3 separate regions of the Mus musculus genome follow, and all the other regions are linked to region 2. The links are chromatin contacts, called in public HiChIP or PLAC-seq and promoter capture Hi-C maps. All regions are on one chromosome and are shown on one strand. Each heading gives the region's core, a stretch centred on a gene start, on an enhancer-like site or on the middle of the called end of the contact. The rest is flanking DNA. Distances are from core to core; before and after follow the strand shown.

Evidence for each region. Promoter capture Hi-C pulls out the DNA fragments that hold promoters and counts their contacts. HiChIP or PLAC-seq counts read pairs in DNA pulled down with a chosen protein or histone mark.
Region 1: a contact with region 2 is called in a FOXA1 HiChIP or PLAC-seq map of pancreatic cancer cells. The contact joins the promoter of Rras here to the promoter of Tmem143 in region 2. A contact is called at or near these places in 1 of 39 promoter capture datasets (liver) and 2 of 115 datasets of contacts at active chromatin or transcription factors (astrocytes and pancreatic cancer cells).
Region 3: a contact with region 2 is called in a promoter capture Hi-C map of pre-B cells, with 2.9 times the contacts expected there. The contact joins the promoter of Flt3l here to the promoter of Tmem143 in region 2. A contact is called at or near these places in 2 of 39 promoter capture datasets (liver and pre-B cells).

Annotation. Positions count from the first base shown.
Region 1 is chr7:45,016,464-45,020,610 of GRCm38.p6, forward strand. Rras (related RAS viral (r-ras) oncogene) reads left to right here and starts at 1,479. Exons shown (of 6, transcript NM_009101.3): 1 at 1,479-1,705; 2 at 3,637-3,724; 3 at 3,840-3,942; 4 at 4,027-4,135. The coding sequence starts at 1,553.
Region 2 is chr7:45,895,358-45,899,230 of GRCm38.p6, forward strand. It overlaps Tmem143 (transmembrane protein 143), which reads left to right and starts at 1,712. Exons shown (of 8, transcript NM_144801.2): 1 at 1,712-1,744; 2 at 2,078-2,309. The coding sequence starts at 1,722. Syngr4 (synaptogyrin 4) reads right to left here and starts at 1,354. Exons shown (of 5, transcript NM_021482.2): 1 at 1,251-1,354; 2 at 334-534. The coding sequence starts at 426.
Region 3 is chr7:45,134,969-45,139,122 of GRCm38.p6, forward strand. It overlaps Flt3l (FMS-like tyrosine kinase 3 ligand), which reads right to left and starts at 1,464. Exons shown (of 9, transcript NM_013520.3): 1 at 1,411-1,464; 2 at 1,050-1,116; 3 at 696-809; 4 at 154-207. The coding sequence starts at 1,082.

The sequences.
Region 1 (4,147 bases), core at 229-2,728, 880 kb before region 2:
TTGTTGAGATCCATGGGAATTGTAGTTCAATTAAGATGGACGCTACCCCGCCCATGGTCGTCCTTTCTGAATATGAAACCCTTCTAATTTTTTTCTCCTATAAATCCTAAGAAGATTTTTTTGAGACGCTGTCTTATGTATCTCAGACGGGCTTGGAACTTGCTGCTGTCTTTCTGCTTCTGTTTCCCCAGTGCTGGGACTCGTCAGTTATCATGCCCAGCTTCTAAAATTATTTATTGGGGGGGGGGAACTAGAGATTGAATTTAAATGCTCATACATGGTAGACAAACGTTCTATGTTATCACTAAACTATATCTATAGTCCTCTTTTCGTTTGTTTGTTTTGAGATAAGTTCATTCTAAGATGTCCAGAATAGGCTTTAACTTAAAATAATCTCCATTAAATTCAGAACTCAGGAGTCAAACCAGAGCTCCTTTACTCAGGACAGGAAAATCCAAACTCTGAGTCTTCTGGTTCAGAGCAGATGAGTGAAGACTCATTTCCCTCTTCCTTGGGACTCTGGAATTTCAATCCTCTTCCCTTTCAGGACGTCAATACCATATCTTACATAAATGTAAGTGCTAAATTCTTCCACAACCCTCCCGGAGCACTCATGCCCTCGAACTCAGAATTCTGGGTCCCCAGACTCTCCATCCTTTGGCCCCATGAGTCCAGACTCCCAGCTTTCCCAGTAGTAGTAAGGAGCCCCTCCCGACCCCCTGGACCGGAGTCGGACCGGAGAAATCTAAGTCTCTAACTCAATACTCTCGTAGGAACCAGTGTCTGAGCTATCAACCGCATCCTTCCAAAGCCCAGAAATCCTGGCTGTCGGCCCTTCTAGACCCGGACTTCCCGACTAGGATGAACTGGCTCATGGATTAGGAATGTGGTGATCTCACAGCCCGTCCTGCCCAGTTACCCTGCTGTCCCCCTCCAGGGCCCCAGCTCCCCTCCCAGTCTATCTTCCGTTTGGCTGGGACAGCGGGAACCGGAAGCCTAAGTCCATAGACAGGCCGAGACGCCAGCCTCTAGAACGAAGCTGGGGCAGAGAACTTGGCGACAATCCCAGGGAGGAGGCGGAGATTAATTTTGAGACCTGTGCTGTCCTAAGATCTCCCTATATACGGCCCTGAGAAGGAGCCCCAAGCCACACCTACCAGAAACAGTGGTCCTTAGATAATAACTACCGCAACATTTAATTTGCATATCCCCGCCCCGAAGAAAACTTTTTCGCCCAAAGATGGGGTTTATTAGCATAGCTCCTCCCAAAGGCGGACTGCAGGAGGAGAGCTCGTGGCTGTGCTTAGGGTGGACACAGGGTCATTAGCATATCCCCACCCCTCTTGGAATTCCCCGTTTTTGCAACCTTGTTTCCCCTACCCTTATTAGTCTAGCTCCTCCCTCACTCTGGCCTCGCCTCCTCCAGAAGCATCCGGAGACTCGTGTCCTCTGGCCAAAGCTCATGTTTATGCAGTATTATTAGCATAACCCACCCCTTGGTCTCTCCTGACTCCCCCTAGGCGGTAGCGGCGGCAGCAGCAGCGGTGGCGACATGAGCAGCGGGGCGGCGTCCGGGACTGGGCGGGGGCGGCCCCGGGGCGGGGGGCCGGGACCCAGGGACCCCCCGCCCGGCGAGACTCACAAGCTGGTGGTCGTAGGCGGCGGCGGCGTGGGCAAGAGCGCGCTGACCATCCAGTTCATCCAGGTAGTGGGCCCTCACCGGGGAGGGTTTCCCCGAGATCGAGACTTTGAGCCCTTTGGGTTCCCTGAAACTTTCGCTTCTCCCAGAACCATCATTAAGACCCTCCTAAGAGGATCTCTAACCCTCTGATTGCGACTCCAAATGCCCAGGGCCTCCACCCCCTTCATGAGGGGAAGCTTTCTCCTAATATGTCCTGGGACAAATCACCCTCCTAGAGGTACCTGAGAGCCCTCATCCTAGTCTGTCTAGCCCCGCTCACCAACTGGGAGTACCCTAAATTCCAAACAGTTGCTCCATTCAGACCCCAAGCACTCCCCGAGGCTCTAATCTCCTGATCATTGCCCAGACTTTGATTCTAAGACTCAGCTGGGACCACTCTGTCCTAAAACAGGCACCCTGTAACCCCTGCTTGAAGAGGATTTCCCTTCAGACCTGAGATTTCAGAAAGATCCTGCTACATGACCATCCTGGGAAAACACCAATATCTGGCATACCCCATTCTGCTAAATGCAGCCCCCCATCCTACCCCCAAGGAAAACCAACCATTTCTCCATCCTAAGTTCCCCACTCAAACTCCTTACCCTCAACCCTGAAAACTCTAAGTAGCTCCCATGTCATCTCCAGATTTAAAAAGAAAAGCATAGAACTCAGGTTTTTCACAGCCTCCAGAGACCTGTTACTTGGAAGGTTCTAGGTCCCATAAATAGACCTCTCCTACATCAGGAACCAACCCTCCAGGCTGTTCTCACCCTTGGGCATCTATTTACTTTGGGGTCCTAATCATCCCCCCACACACACCAAACCTCATCCTCTCCATTCCTTGCACCCCTTTTAGCCTCAGCCCTTAGCAAGCACTCTAGAGAGGAAGCCACCTTCAGCCTCAGCAGCCAAGTTCAGAAAATCCAGCCCAGCCCCGGAAACCTCCACCCAGTTCCCACGGGGAGCCTCCCCACATCAGGGCAACACTAGGAAAGTGAGGGCCCACTTGCTGTTGTAGAAGTTCCTGGGTGATGGACATTCACAGACTAGGAGCCTCCGGCAATGCCGTTGAGAAACCTACAGTGGGAAGAAAGAGTCCAAATTTGAGCCCCTAGCACCAAGGGCCAAACCTGGAGATGGCCAGAGGCCTGGTTGGAAGTAGCAGGACACAGTCAGGAAGGGAGAGGCGGGGATAAGGGTGGGGCTGCCTCTCTGAAGCAGGATTGGAACCTAGACCTTCCCAGGGGAGGAGACACTGGAGGCTGCTTATGGAGGAGGGAGCAAGAGGAGGGAAGGAATGGGGGGAGGGGGGGAGAGGAAGGGAAGAGAGAGACAGCAAGATCGGCAGCTACTTTGCTCAACCAGAATTCTCAGAAGCTGGTCGCTGACCGGTACCAGGTCAAGTGTTAAGTGTTGAGCAGGGAATCCTTGCCAATCAAAACTGTTAGATGGTATAGTGTCTTCATCCTCGATTCTCCAAGTGACGAAACAGCCTCGGAGACAGAAAGTGATTTGTTCAAAGTGATGCAGCTGGTGTAATGATGACAAAGGCTGAAGAAGACAGAGGGGCTAAGAGAGGAAAACGGGGGCGGGCATCGGTGACAGGGACCCACAACCTGACACCTGGAAAGGTGGAAACAGCACCGCCAGGAGCAGGTTAGAGATCCAGAGAGAAAGGGGGTGGACAGAAACCCAGAGAGGGGAGAGGGAAAGAGATGGGACCGGCAAAGACAGAGAGATCAGAGATTGGGGGGGGGGGGGTGTTGCTGAGACATCAAGAGGGAGAGAGACCAAGAGAAAAAGACAGAGACATTGAGACTCAGGAGGGGCCAGGGAGAGAAAGACAGAGACACAGAGAGAGGGGGGACAGAGACTTGGAGAAGATATGGGACAGGACTCACACACACACACACACACAGATTGCTTCGGTGACAGTGACCTTCTCTACCCCCCAGTCCTACTTTGTGTCTGACTATGATCCCACCATTGAAGATTCCTACACAAAGATCTGCACTGTGGACGGCATCCCTGCACGGCTGGACAGTGAGGATGGGATGGCTGGGCTTGGAAGGGAGGCAGGGGGCAAGACTCAGAGGATTTGTGAACATGCCCAGGACAACCTGGGGGGACCCACACGTTTCTCTCTCTGTCTCCACAGTCCTGGACACTGCGGGGCAAGAGGAATTTGGTGCCATGCGGGAGCAGTACATGCGTGCTGGCAACGGCTTCCTGCTGGTGTTTGCCATTAACGACAGGCAGAGGTGAGGGGGATGCTGGTGGGCCTGGCTGAGCACGGGGCAGGTTCCTGCTAAGGTGGTGCCTCATGCTACTGACTTCTCTTGCAGTTTCAATGAGGTGGGCAAGCTCTTCACACAGATCCTCAGAGTCAAGGACCGGGATGATTTCCCCATTGTGTTGGTTGGGAACAAGGCAGATCTGGAGAACCAGCGCCAGGTTTGAGATGCC
Region 2 (3,873 bases), core at 462-2,961:
GGCTTTACTTTTCTTCGCCTTTGAAAGGGTTCTTTTTCACTTTTTCCATTTTCTTACACTGTAACCCAGGCTGGCCTCAAACCTATGTCAATCCTCCTACCTCAGTCTTTTATGTGCTGGTGTGACAGATTTGAGAGGCCCTTTGAGGAGCCCCAGGTTTGAGGGGCTCTTTCTTGTGATGACTCGGTTGATGCTGACAGTGGCTAGTGACCAGATACTCAGTAAAAGGTGGCTTCAGTTTTGGGCTCCTGTCTGCTTCTCTCCCTCTCTGACCACACTGACCCCTTGCCCTCTTCCTGGATGTCGCCTGTGTCCTGACCCCTGGGGTCTCACCCCTCCGAAGATCCTTGAGATGCTCTTTGGTCTCCTCAGAAAGCGCACAGTCTCATTGTCTGCCAGGTCGTGGAGGCTTTCAGGGAGGTGCATAGTGGCTGCTCTTCTTTGGGTGTCCCGGGAGGTAGGGGCAGGGGTGTTGGGTGCTGCTTTCTGGGCACCACTTCCTGTGTGCCTCAGACCCACCTCAAGGCTCAGCTACTGCAAGAAAAGAGGAATGGGAATGTCAGAGTAAAAGTGCTGGGAGTGGGGAGTACTGGCCCTTCCTTTGTGGGGATGGATAGGCTGAGGGGCTGTTAGGAGCCCTAGGAACAGAGGGGGTGGGCTGAAGGGGCTGGCTGCTCCCGTTTTCAGTTGTCAGGAATATGGGGTGAGAAACTGCTGGGTGGTCTTAGGTGCTGGAGATGAGACATGATAGGGTATGTGGGAGGTTCTGGAAATGGGAGCACGGCTGGAAGGCTGCTTCGGGGTTCCAGAAGTTGGAAATGTAGGCTGATGGGCTATTGGAGGTTTCAGGTGCTGATAAGGGGCCAGAGGGTTCTGAGGGCCCTAGATTTTGGGAATACAGGATGAGGGTGATAAGGGGTGGCAGGTCTGCTGGGCCCTCAGAGTGGGGTCAATAGGGGGACTGTAGACTGGTCCTTGAGGGAATGCAGCTACCCTAGGTATAGAAGACCACGTAGAGCCCAGCAATATTTGAGGTGTTCCCTAACTTGGGTCATTTTCCGTAACACCAGGCTTGCTTAGGCTTCAGCTCTGTTTCAGGATGACATATTGTCTTAAGACTGAAGCCTCAGAAACCAGCTGCCACTCGGTATGAGAGTCATGGCAACCTCCTTAGACTAGGGGCTTCCCTTCTAAGGACCTGGGGGCGGAAGTGCTGAGACCCCAAGGGGACGCTGGCTGAAGAGAACCACCTCTTCTCCGAGGGCCGAGGACCTGCGTTCCTCTTCTGCCTGCCTGGCTTCCTCTCCTGGTCCCGGGAGCCACCTCTAGCCTCTTTTTGGTTCCTCTTTTTCCCGCCTTTTCTGTCCTCTACAGATGATTGGCTGCAGCCAAGTCCCGCCCCTTTCCTTTCCGCCTATCCGAACTGACTATGGAAAGGGCGTGGTCTCGGCGGACGTTGGGCGGGTCGCCGTTGGCCGGGCGCGCGCGAGGGCCCGACCCAGCTCCAAATAGCGGACCACACGTCTTCAGCGCGTGCGCATTACCTTTAAAAAAAAAAAAAAAAAAAAAAAAAAAAAAGGACTAGCGATGAGGCATGCGCAGTTGAGATAAAGGCTATTAAATGGTTTCAAGCGGCTCAGGCTGTGCGCATGCGCCTTACTGCTTGCTGAAGCCAATCCTCTGGGCCTAGGACCTCTTACTGCACATGCGCAGAAGGCTCAATGACAGTCGCGCGTTGGTTAAGGTGAGGGCAGGGTGGGGGATTGCATGGCCCAGGAAGGACGGCCCAGCACCCGCTATTAACTTTTCCTAGTTTTTCAACACTCCTGAGCTCCACCTCATTGTTTAAGCTTCTCAGAGACCATTTGTACCGCTTCAGGGTCCCTGGGCCTGCAAGATACTCCAAACTACGACCTCTGACCCTATTCCGGAGCCAACCTAAATGTGCAGTGTAGAAGGAACCGGAAAGGGATTAGAGGGAGGGAGACTGGCCAGGAACTGTCCCCGAAGGGAGGGGTGTGTGGAGGTACTACCTCCAACTGACCTTTGACATCCCCCTTCATTTGCTTATGTTTAGGCTCTGGGAAAGGGGGCAGGCCATGTTGCATGTGACCTGGGGGTCCAAGGTCCGACTATGGTCCCTGGTGCCTGCTCTCCTCGGGACTCCCCGAGCTCTGTCGTCCCTGGAGAACAGGATGGGGGTGTACCGCAAGATGTGGAACCCCAAGGAGCCCTGCGACTGGGCCCAGCAGTACCGCGAGCGCTTCATTCCATTCTCCAAGGAGCAGCTGCTCCGCCTCCTGATACAGGTACCGCCCATCAGTGGTCTAAGGACCTAGAGACTACAGTTTCCAGCCGACCTCGCGACTGCACCACTATACCTGCTTTTGAGGTCTGCGCTAGCGCCCTCCTGGGAGTGTAGTTTCTGGTCCCTTTGGCGTTCCTAGTGGGTTCGAGAAAGTTGGAATGCAGGGGCTAGAAAGAACTCCAAGATGAGATGCCTAAAGATCTCTGGACTTGGGCTTCTTCTGGGGCCTTGAACAGGCACACTGGGACATAAGTTTTTCCCTTGAAATAGATGTAACTATCATCCTCATAATTCCTTTCTAGTACATAATAAATTTGTATCTGCAAAGCCATAATGATAATTATTATCACACCTTGAGCTCTTTATTCCGTGGCACCGTGCTAAGTGTTTGTAATGTATAGAGCCATCAGAACAACCCTGTGAGAGGCCACCATTATCCCATTTTACAGGTTTAAAGGCAGTGACCCATCCAAAGCTACAGTGAGTGGCCCATGCTTGCTTGACTCTAGAGTGCGCCCCTTACTTCACCCCTGATCTATTCCATAGCTTGAGCTCTCAGCCCTCCATCACTGTCAGATGATCATTAGTATAATAGTGATTTACTGAACACCTGCTGTGTCTACCAAGTCCCGTGCTAGATTTTATGCCCACATGCATACGTACAAGCACAAACAATCTCATCAAAAACTCCCCCTAGTGGCTGGAGAGATGGCTCAGTGGTTAAGAGCACTGACTGCTCTTCCAGAGGACCTGAGTTCAATTCTCAGCAACCACATGATGGCTCACAACCATCTGTAATGGGATCCGATGCCTTCTTCTGGTGTGTCTGAAGTCAGCAACAATGTACTGATATAAATAAAAATAATTTAAAAAAATTCCTCTAGTCAGCCTGAGAAGATGGCTTACCAGTTAGAAGCATTTGTTACTCTTGCAGAGGACCCAGGATCTGCTTCTAGTACCCACATGATAACTCACAACCACCCATAGCTCTAGTTCCAGGGGATCAGCCAGTGCCGCCTTCTGACCATTGCTGGCACATATGTGGTGCACATACATGCAATCAAAACACACATATATGTAAACACGCGATAAATTAGATTCTCTCTGGAGTCAGATGAGCCCATCATGACCCTCAGAAATGGCTTCACTGAACCTCAGTTTCCTCTTTTGAAAAACTGAAGTTTTAATTCCATCCACCCCGTCCCTTCTTTGGAGGATGATGTTCTGCAAAGGAAGAGCGGCTGCCACAGAGCACATGTTCTGTGGATGTGCGGCTGCCACAGAGCAGGTGCCAAGCCTCTGCATCCTGTAGACTTCTCTTCCCCGTGCTATGCTGGGTCTGTATAATTGACCAAATCAGTTTTTAAGATTTATTTATTTATTTATTGTATGCATATGAGTACACCACCACTGCTCTCTTCAAACACACCAGAAGAGGGCACTGGAACCCATTATAGATGGTTGTGAGCCACCATGTGGTTGCTGGGAATTGAATTCAGGACCTCTGGAAGAACAGTTAGTGCTCTTAACCACCGAGCCATCTCTTCAGCCCGACCAAATCATTT
Region 3 (4,154 bases), core at 214-2,713, 760 kb before region 2:
GGGGCTAGGATGGGGTGGGTGTGGGTGGAAAGAAGGTCTAGATTTTCAGGTCTGAGGGTGCAGGAGGTAGCCCACTAGTCTTGTCCCTGACTGGTGGCACATCTTGAGTCTGGTTCCCACCTCCATCCCAGGGCCCTCCCGACTGTGACTCACGTCCTGAAGATTGACGGCCACAGTGACTGGGTAATCTTTAAGCAGGTGGTCAGTCTATGGGAGAAAACAAGGTGAGGCCTGATTGAAAGCAAGAGCAAATTATAGAGTCGGAGAAGTTGACCCTGAGACAAGGGGACAAGGACAGAAAAGAGGCAGGACTCACATAAAGAAGAAGAGAACGAGAGAGAGAGAGAGAGAGAGAGAGAGAGAGAGAAGAGACACCAAGACAGTAGCAAAGAGACTCACAGAGCAGCAGAGGTCTACAGAGAGAGGCATCCAGAGAGAGGGACAGAGAGAGGGACAGAGAGGAACATGTGCTCAGAGTGAAGGCCAGAAGTCCTAGAGAGAAACAGTGACAGAGACTCAGAGAACAGGGACTCAGAAAGAGAGACTGAGACAGAGAAAGATAGTAAGAGACCCAGAGAAGGGGGCAGGGGGCGGAGATCCAAAGAGAGAGGGACAGAGACCTCACAGAGATAAAGACATGTTGTGAGACAGAGATGCGGAGATAAGGACCCAGCACAGTATGGGAACTGGCTCACCAACTCTCTAAACTTCACTTTGAAGTTGGAGGAGATGGGACTGTGGCTGAAGTAACAGTCAGGTGTCCCCCGCAGGCAAGGACTCAGCAGCAGCAACAGCAGCAACAGGGAGGACTACAGGGAGGTGGTGTCAGCAACTGACTTCCATGCAGGGGCTCCCTGGATCCTGCTTCCCTCATTAACTGGGTGTCATCTTCCCTGTCTCTGCCTGTCCTGCACCTTGGCTCCTGTGACAAACCTGTGGCCATCCTCTTTTTTTTCTTCCAATCCTGTTCTGTGTCTGTCTCCTCATGCCTCCATCCCCTGCCCATTTCCCTTCTCCGCCCGGCTCCATCACCCCTCAGGTATACGCACATTTGGGCTCCAGGCTGGCGCCAGCACTGTCATCTCTGCCGGGGACCCCTCATGCCTGTGACAGGTTCTTGGAAGTGACAGGAGGGCAGGTCTCGGGCTCATACCCTGCAGCCCCTTCCCCACCCACCCCTGTACCCCGCCGCCCCGCCCTGCCGCCCTTGATGTGGGTGCGTTTCCGCCTCCTGCTCCCCCAGGCTTCCTGCACGAGCCTCAGTGACTGTGAAAAGTCATCTCCTCTTCTAAGAACCCCGACCGACGTCCCCAGAATCCTCCCCAGGTCTCGCACCCTGCTCCCTCTGCCCGGGAGTGGGGACCTTGGGACCGCCCCTCGGGGACTTGGAAAGCCATTCACCCCACGCACCAGGCTTGCCCCAGCTGGGTGTGGAAAGCCAAAGCTGGATGACAGCCAAAGACCGAAAGTGAAAGGAAGCTTTGGGGTAGACAGTGCCAGGGGTGAGTTCGAGCCCGGGCGGGACACGCCACCTAGTGGTAACAAGTGGCGCGGCCGCAGACCTCAGCTTGGGCCCTGAAAGGATAGCGAAGGGATGCGACAAGGCTTTCCAGCTTCGAAGTGTATGTAGAATCCGAACAGTGTCAGTCACTTCAGCTGCCATTAAATAGACTTTGCCTCCACCATAAGGAATGTCATAGTGGCTTCCTTTCTGATTTCCCTACTTCCTAGCCATCATCTGCTTCCTGGGGCACAGAACTTGTGAACCTCCAGCCTCTAGGTTCCTGATTCATTTGGGATAAAAGTCCAGCCTTCTTAGCAAGGACTGGTAATACAGACCTGTCACTCCAGTTTCCAAGGAGCCCGAGGCAGGAGGAATGAGGGTTGGAGGCTGGCCTTGTTTCAAGACTGGCCTGAGCAATTTACTAAGACCCTGTCTCAAAAACTACAAAGATGGCTGGGCGTGGTGGCGCACACCTTTAATCCCAGCACCCGGGAGGCAGAGGCAGGCAGATTTCTGAGTTCAAGGCCAGCCTGGTCTACAGACTGGTTCCAGGACAGTCAGGGCTATACAGAGAAACTGTCTATAAATAAATAAATAAATACATACATACATACGTACATAAATACATAAATAAATACTACAAAGACGGGCAGGTGCACAGCTCAGTTGGAGAGCAGCTGCCTAGAATCCACCAGAGAGTCAGTGGCAGAGAACTAGCAAGCTTGAGGTCCCCGACTCAATCGATGGTGCCGCCCACCTCACCCCTCCACATAGAGCTGCAGTGTTTGACTCTGTGCTCTCCTAACCCCTCCCTGCTAACCTCATGCTATCAGTGTTCCTTCCCAACACTAGCCATGCGCGTGCGTCTCAGGTGGGCATTCTCTTGGCCAGGGGCCTTTGCACTAGCTGTTTCCAATCATGGAATACCTTCCCTCCAGATCCTTGTGTTGTCCCCATCTTGCCCAAGCCCTTGCTTAAACACATAGGCAGAGGCCTCATGACACCCTTCCCCAAGAAGCTCCCCTCGCAGCACCAGACTCACCCTGCTTTGCCCTTATCACCATTTAACACACGATGTGGTTTCCTTATCTTCCCCATTGTCTTCTATTCTTCCGTGGCTGTTTCCACCCTGCAAAGCCCTTGCACCCAGAACTATGACTCGCCTAAGCAGCAGCTACACAAGAGTCCGACCTCTTCCCATCTCATTGCTGTGGTGTAGCACAGGATGTGTCTGGGCTTTGGTTTTGGTTCCTAGGAGATAAATCCTTGGGATTTTCCAAGTATGGGGAGTGCCTTTGTTTATCGGGGCTGGCACCTGGACTCCACCTGAGTCCACACAGAGGCAATTCAGAAAGGACCTGGTTGTGCTTGAAAGACCAAGAATGAAGAGTATGGTGCATTGGAGGCAGGTGGACCAGGAGTTCAAGGTTAGCCTTGGCTACATATAAGACCCTGTGTCATATAACAGGCAAGATGTGGTGATGAAACCTTTACTCCCAATACTTAGAAGAGGCAGCTGGATCTTCTCTGAGTCGCGGGTGGATTGCTTGTTCTTGGATTTAGGGTCAACTTAGATAATGTATGGAGATCCCATCTCAAGATCCTGGGGCTGCAAATACCCCCGTGCTTGGCTAGCATGTGTGAAACCCTGGATCGCATCTCCAGGCAGACCAGACTAGGTGGAGCACACCTGTAATCCAGGCAGGATCATCCTTCATTACGAGACTGAAGCCAGTCTGGATCACATCACACTTTGTCTTCCAAAACAGTCAATCCTCAGCCCATCTATGCTCCTCTGGGCTCTGCACCCCCACTGCTGCTGCAGAGTGTGGGGGTGCACAGGCCATGGTTAGTTCATTGAGCTGCTTTTTATAGCACTTCAGGGAATCTGTCACATCCCAGTCTGCAGGTTTCATGCGAGTGCTGGCTTTGTCACTATGAGAACTAGCCCTTTGTCCTCTTTAAGCTGAAGGTTTTTCTGCCCTAAACTGGGAGATGAGTCAGTAAAAGGACAAAAAGAAGGTATCTTCTTTTTGTGCAGTTCTGGGGATTGAACCTAGCACGTCCCACATGCTAGGCAGACACTCTGCTGTTGAGCCATGACCCAGACTCTGTGGCAATCTAAGCAGGACTCTACTGCCTGTGTAGTTCTGTTTCTTCCATGGTCCACCTAAGTCTTTTCTGCAGAGCCCTATGTCTGCTGGAAACTCTGGCAAGTTTGTTTGCTTTGGCCAATGACTTCACTTACTGTGGGGTGAAGCCCAGTGGCTTGGGATGAATGTGAGGGAAGTGGGCCTGGGCTAGGCTGACTGTATCCTAACTTTTTCACATGTGTTCTTTCACACTGCTGGTATCTCCAGATGACGCTTTAATGGAGTCATACATGGGACCTGGTATCTCAGCACTTGAAGGCTGGGGCGGGAGAATCACAGTATGTTCTGGAACACCTTGGGAAGGTAAGTTCCAATTCAGTCAGGCTTAGTCAGACTCTCTCTCTTTTTGAGAGTCTTACTAAGTACAGTATGTAGCCCTGGCCTGGAGCAAGATATATGAACAAGGCTGCTCTCAACTTCAAAGAGGCTCACCTGCCCTGCCTCTGGAATGAAAGGTGTGTGCTACCACACCAGATTCTGTCTCAAAAACTTGAAAA